2 separate regions of the Mus musculus genome follow, and region 1 is linked to region 2. The links are chromatin contacts, called in public Hi-C maps. All regions are on one chromosome and are shown on one strand. The core of a region is the stretch at or near the end of the contact, and the rest is flanking DNA. Distances in the headings are between cores, read along the strand shown. Region 1 has its middle 79 kb from the start of Gpbp1. Region 2 overlaps Gm41059 (a long non-coding RNA gene).

The links. Hi-C and Micro-C count contacts between places; a contact is called where the count stands out from the background.
Region 1: a Hi-C map of cortical neurons shows a contact between it and region 2, with 4 times the contacts expected there. The contact joins two enhancer-like sites. A contact is called at or near these places in 4 of 484 Hi-C or Micro-C datasets (cortical neurons, embryonic fibroblasts, myocytes and 1 more) and 2 of 115 datasets of contacts at active chromatin or transcription factors (astrocytes and stem cell-derived neural progenitor cells).

Annotation. Positions count from the first base shown.
Region 1 is chr13:111,409,647-111,412,766 of GRCm38.p6, reverse strand. No RefSeq gene overlaps it. Among named protein-coding and RNA genes, the nearest start is that of Gpbp1, 79 kb to the left of the region's middle. Within about 2 kb of position 1,681, at least 13 of the 459 cell types and tissues checked have an H3K27ac peak or open chromatin away from gene starts, as enhancers often do. A contact at or near this core is called in cortical neurons, where this site is marked.
Region 2 is chr13:110,648,619-110,651,692 of GRCm38.p6, reverse strand. The region is part of intron 1 of Gm41059 (a long non-coding RNA gene); the gene reads right to left. Among named protein-coding and RNA genes, the nearest start is that of Gm41059, 7.3 kb to the right of the region's middle. Within about 2 kb of position 1,657, at least 26 of the 459 cell types and tissues checked have an H3K27ac peak or open chromatin away from gene starts, as enhancers often do. A contact at or near this core is called in cortical neurons, where this site is marked.

The DNA.
Region 1 (3,120 bases), core at 432-2,931, 760 kb before region 2:
GCCCCACTTCAATGAATGTCCACCTCTGTAAGGCAGTTTTAAAAATAAATCCTGCCATATATGACAAGTCCTTTAACAAATGTAATAATTCTTTAATATATATATACATATATATACATATACATATATATATATATATATATATATATATACACATATATATATATACACACATGCACACACACACAAAACTTTCAAATAGGAATTCAGGAGTCCTACCTCTGTTCCACAGAGGTGGTGTATTGATCATTGGTATATATATCTATCAGCAGACACTGACTACTGGTTACCAAGAGTGATCATAAGTGCAGGGCGGGCAGCAGTCCACAGTGGCATGATGGCAGACAAGGTTGTCTTACGCTCTCCATCCTCATCCCTTCTATAACTTTGCTGTTAGCTAATTCACGGGGCAGGCTGTGTGTTGTTTGATGAGAGAGCACAGAAGAAGGTTGAGCGCTAGGACCTTGGGGCATGTGTGCAGCATGCGCCCCTTTCCTTGGTGTCCCCTACCTAGCATCCTCTTCTCATTGATGGTTCTTCGTCCAAGTCCAAGTATACCCTGTCCTTGTTTGGGTTTCAATAGCTCGGAAGAGGAAACCATGGCCACAACAATTCTTACTTAAAAAAAAATGGCTTGCATTTCAGATAATGGTTTAATCTATTATCATCATGGCAGGAAACATCGCCTCGCACTCGCCTCTCTTTTATATATATCTTGATGCTACTTTTTCAAAAGCTCTGGGGTCAAGGTTCTATACATAAAACACTAGTCTCCAGATGCCTGATCTGGTTGGGAAATCACCGGAGCACTGAAGACTTCTCTCAGGCATAGCGTTACTTTCTTCTTAAACTATATTAGAGTAACCCAGATAGTGACTTACAGCCTGGCTTTATCATGTGGTCTTTCGAGTTTCCTCCTTGCTTGTGGGACTCAAGCAACCCAGTTTAGTGGGTGGTATCTGAGGGAGAGGCAGAAAGAACGTTTGTAAAAATTTCCTTTTAAACTGAATAATACAGGGCTATGTGTTGTGGCCATCCTTTTTATTGCACATGAGATCTCAAGAATGCACGCATAGCACATAACTGAAATTCTATACCCAGAAAGGACATTTATGTGCTAAGAAGTTGTCAGGTAAGTATTAGATTTTTAGAAGTATTATTTTAAAATTGGTATACACATCTTTACATATTTATCAGTACCACATGATGTCTTGATAAATGTACATTTTATGTGACGTTTACATGATGACAAACATGTCTGTCTTCTCAAATATTTGCAGTATTTTTGGTGAAGAAAAACAAAATGAAAGCACCCTAGCTTTCTTTTTAACTGTACAGCATATTTATTGTTCACAATGTTCACTCATATGTGTATGTTACATTTTCATAAGAGTCTATTATAACATGCACCAGGCATGATCGTGCATGCATGTTCCATTTGGGAGGATGAGGAAGGAAGATAGTGAGATCAAGGCCAGGCTGAGCTATATACTAAGATCCTGTGTTAGTAAACAGCAACGAAACTTGTGTCTTTAACTGACGTTTGTGATTCAATCTGCCTAGTGCAATGACAGTCCAAAAACCATTAACTTCCAGGAGACTGGAAGGGATGAAAGGCCACGTTAATCCAGGTGTGTTAAATGCCTTTTTAAAATTAAAAATCGAACACTAGAGGGCGGCAAAACACTGTCGGCAAAAATTCATTCGAGCTCCAAAGCTGTTTTCCTGTAAAAGAGGAGGTGTTTGCTGACTAGCGTCAAGAAAGAGCTGCCCTGATATTCAAGATGCTTCTCTGCACCCAGCCTCACTCAAATCTTTGTGCTTGCTTTGTGTTTTCCTCCACATCACCTCCCTGGCTCCATGATTTGCTTTCCAAGCACACACACTTGTAGGTAGTGTTTCTGCAGGGACCTCTCTCAGTTCATTTTCAAAGACTGCTAACTTTGGTCCTCTTAGGACATACTGAGTCTTCTGGGGAGAGGCAGCCTCTCTCTCTCTCTCTGTTACGGATTGTAAACCCTGGGGGGTGGGGTGGGGTGGGGTCCTGTGAGCGTGCTCATAGGGATGACCCTGTAGTGTCTCGAAGGATGCACTGGACAGTCAGAAAGCTGTGCTGGATTTGGCTCGGTGCTTCATTCTAATCCTGTTTCCTCTGCTTAAGATGGGACTGATAAGCCAGGATATCTTCTCAGTTGCCGCTTCTGATTCCCCCGTCTAAGTTGTGGGAGAAAAGACGTGCCACATTTGGCTGTATATGATGGCTGAGTGTGGTCACTGCTGGCAGAGAGTGGAGCTCTGTCTCCGGGACTCACATGGTTGGTACTGGGTGATATATTCTGGTAAAAACATCTAATAGAGGTGCCAACTGAGCTTGGAGCACTGGGTTATGATGGCGGTCTCTCATGAGTTATGCAACCTTGAGTGAGTTCCGTAACCTCTCCTCCCTCACTTATAAAACGAAGTCATTCTAGAGAGTGTCTCTTAAGGAAAATTGTGCCCCTGAATCAGATTTGAAGTAGATCCCAGACTTCACCTTCTTCTACTAAATTATATTTTTCTTAGTGTTGGTCTGTGGTATAGATTTGTGGCAGGGAGAAGTGTAACTGGGGTTTGCTCCCAAGACACGAATATCCATGCTAGATCATTGCTAGTATTCCCGTTCACTGTCCGTCTGTCTGTCCATCCATCCACCCACAATCTATCAAAAATGCTGCAAGTCTATTTTGAATTCAAATAAGTTTCCAAGAAAATTACTTAAACTAGTCTGTGCGAGCGCGCGCACATGCACACGCGTGTGCACACACACACACACACACACACGCTCACACACGCACACACACAGGGTGGAGCAGTTAGTATATTACAGCCGCTGTAGTGACAGGATCTTGGTTAGGCTACACTGACATCAAAACTTAGTTTTTAAACCTCAGTGACTTGACTGCACATGACACAATGGGCCCCACCTACTGGATACAGGAGCTGGGACATTTACTCAAATGGCTGAGTGATAGAAGTCTTAGAAGGAATGGGTGTCTCAGCGCCAGCACCTGCCACCTATCAGCAGGCTAATTTTGGGAACGTGTTTCATTTCCTGTCTCCAGGAGTTGTTATCCTTCAAAG
Region 2 (3,074 bases), core at 408-2,907:
GAATCCACAAAATGAACGGAGGAGTATCCAAGAATTGTGGGTACATTTTAATACCACCTCATATGCAAATATATGCAAATATTTAAACTTAACTATAAGATATGGTGTCTATCATGAGTTGCATTAAAAACAGAAAAGAAAACTGTACGCATGTCATACTATATGAGCTATATCTCTTTTAAAAATAACAGAAATGATAAAGTCATTTGAGAAGACAAAAAGCTGAATCTTTGAGGCTGGCATTTCATCTTGGAAAGCTTATCAAAACTTCACAAAAATGGTTGAAACAAGTGGTATTATTTTAGAGCTGGTTTGTGAGAGATGAACATTAATGTCTTGGCAGAGTTCCATAAAGCAAGTATGCAATGAGCCACGGTAAGAACATTTACATGGTGAAACAAGTGACACCACTGACCTCCCATGCACTCAGTTAGCCATAATGATTTTGGCCATAATTTTGATCATACTGTTTTTTTGTTTTTGTTTTTAATTTGTGTTTTAAATTTTGCTAGTACTTTTCTTCCCCTAGTGGTCTAAAAACTGGTTTATGGAAAGGCCAGACTTAAACCTCATGTTGAAAGATAATGCTGCATCTATTTCAGTCTGGATGTTGGTCTTAAAAGGTGTAACTTAACTGTTACAGTGTCCAAACCATTTCATATATCTCTAGCATAATTTTCCAGATTGACCAACTGCCTAGCTAGTCATTGATGGTTAGTAAATAACTGTATTACATCCAAGGATTTAGAAAAGATGAGTGAAATTTTAAAAGAGTAAAATCAAAGTACAGTTTAATAAGTAGAAAAACTGAGGAAAGATAATTAAAAATAGTGGGGGTTTGCATTTTGATAAAGAAGAAATTGCTACACATTAAGTTCATGAGGTATCTCTACATTATCCAAACACAATGTGAGAATACTCTTTCAAAACACGAAATGTCTCATTTCTCTAACTTAGCATTTATTCCTCAAATGTAATATTATCTCTACTCTCAGATAAACAGCCTTGAGCAACCATTCCTAATTTATACATCATTACCCTGTTTTTATATTTAAACACTCAGCTCTCTCTCTCTCTCTCTCTCTCTCTCTCTCTCTCTCTCTGTGTGTGTCTCTCTCTCTCTGTCTGTCTCTGTCTGTCTCTGTCTGTCGCTGTCTGTCTCTGTCTGTCTCTCTGTCTGTCTCTCTCTCTGTCTATCTCTCTGTCTGTCTCTCTCTCTCTGTCTCTCTCTCTGTCTCTCTCTCTGTCTCTCTCTCTGTCTCTCTCTGTCTCTGTCTGTCTGTCTGTCTCTCTCTCTCTCTCTCTCTCTCTCTCTCTCTCTCTCACACACACACACACACACACACAGAGTGTAGACAACCAACAACCACAAATAAATGCATCCATCTTCCAAAATGGATGCTATGGATTCTTGCACCATGTGGAGGTCAGAAGAGCTGATGAAATAAAATTTCCCAGAGCAACCACTTTTCAACGACAACCCTAACATCTTCCAAATGATCACAATCACAGATAAGAAGAAGACACTGTGCCAGAGACTACAGACATGTGCATTAAGACTCATGCATCTGAAATCTTACCACAATGTTAGGGATAAAAACGTGACAGCTAGGTTACCATGGAGACAGAAGCAAAGACACCAGCTACTAACTCTGAATACCAATTAACAGCTAGCACTTCTTTATGTTACCAAAATTGGTTTCCAGGGCAACCCAAAGGATGGGCTTATGTTGTCAAATTAATTACACACCAAATCCAAAAATGTCAGAGTCAGTCCTCAGAATGTTATGGGACTTAAAGAAATTATTTATGAAATTCATGCACCCTTCAGGGTGGTATTTATACTTTGCGATTTCTCCTTATTTCCTCTACCCCCTTTTCTTTCTCTTAAAATTTACCTTAGGCAGAGAAAAAGATATGGTTCTTAATATTTTCATTTGTTTTCTAAACAGGAGAAACAAAACCATAATTCAAGTTCTTCATTCAGGTAATAGAAAAACTTAATAGTTTCTTTGTAAATCCTTTATCTATCATGTTATCTTAACATATTAGAGATATAGATATCTATCTGAAACACACACACACACAGAGTGAGTAGTTGGCCCCTGGGTAATTATAATATATCAAAAAACTGTTAATGATGTGTCACATGCTTCAGGATATTTGATGAAGTTCTCAGGTTCTGATTCTCCAGGTACAAAGCATGTCTTTCTAAGTGTCAGGTATTAAACTGACAGGTTGCTGTTTGCAAGAGTCACTGTGAAGCCATGCTGGCTGCTTTAGTATCTGCAATCGAGGTACAATAAAGTCCAGCCCTTAAGTATGAACCTATATCATCTAAAGACAGTGACCGCTACTCAGCAGCTTATTAGTAAGCTTGCTCAGTCTCTCGCTCTCTGTTCTTATTTTGTTGAGGGGTTTTGCTAAACATTTGACGACTCCTTGCCACCTCTCTACAGTTACTCTGCTCTCCTATGCCAACTTATTTGCCAACAGCTTATCAATACCAGTCAGAACCATCCCGATAAAATATAAGCCAGTTTTGAGAATTGTAGTCAAATTAAGTAAGATATTCCATCAAGGAGGTTCAGCACACGTGCACACATGTTATCTGCATTCATTCATGAAACAGATTCCTTGAGTTCCTACTACATGCCTGGTAGTAGGGATTTAGCAATGAATAGACAGAGAAACACCCTTCACCTTTGTGGAGGTCCCCTAAAAGTATTGGTTATGGTAAATGCTAAGAGACCTGAATCAGCAGAAAGCTGAAAAGAGAGAAGTGACTGGGATGATAAGACATTTACAGGATGGAAAGACCTCATTGCAACAGTTACTTTGGACTAGAGATACAACAAGAAAGAGTGAATTATGAGAGCATAGGAGAAAGATCCCAGCTAGAGATTCCTCAAAGACAAAAGCCATTCTCAAGAGCAGAGACCAGACTCTGTGAGAAGGAAGAGCCCGTTGAGTTAGTAGTAGATAATCCTAAGACTCAAATCACCTGTGGCTTTGTGAATCAGAGCAAAATCTCCAACTCTCACGGATAGAGTAGGGAGCTAATAAACAAATCA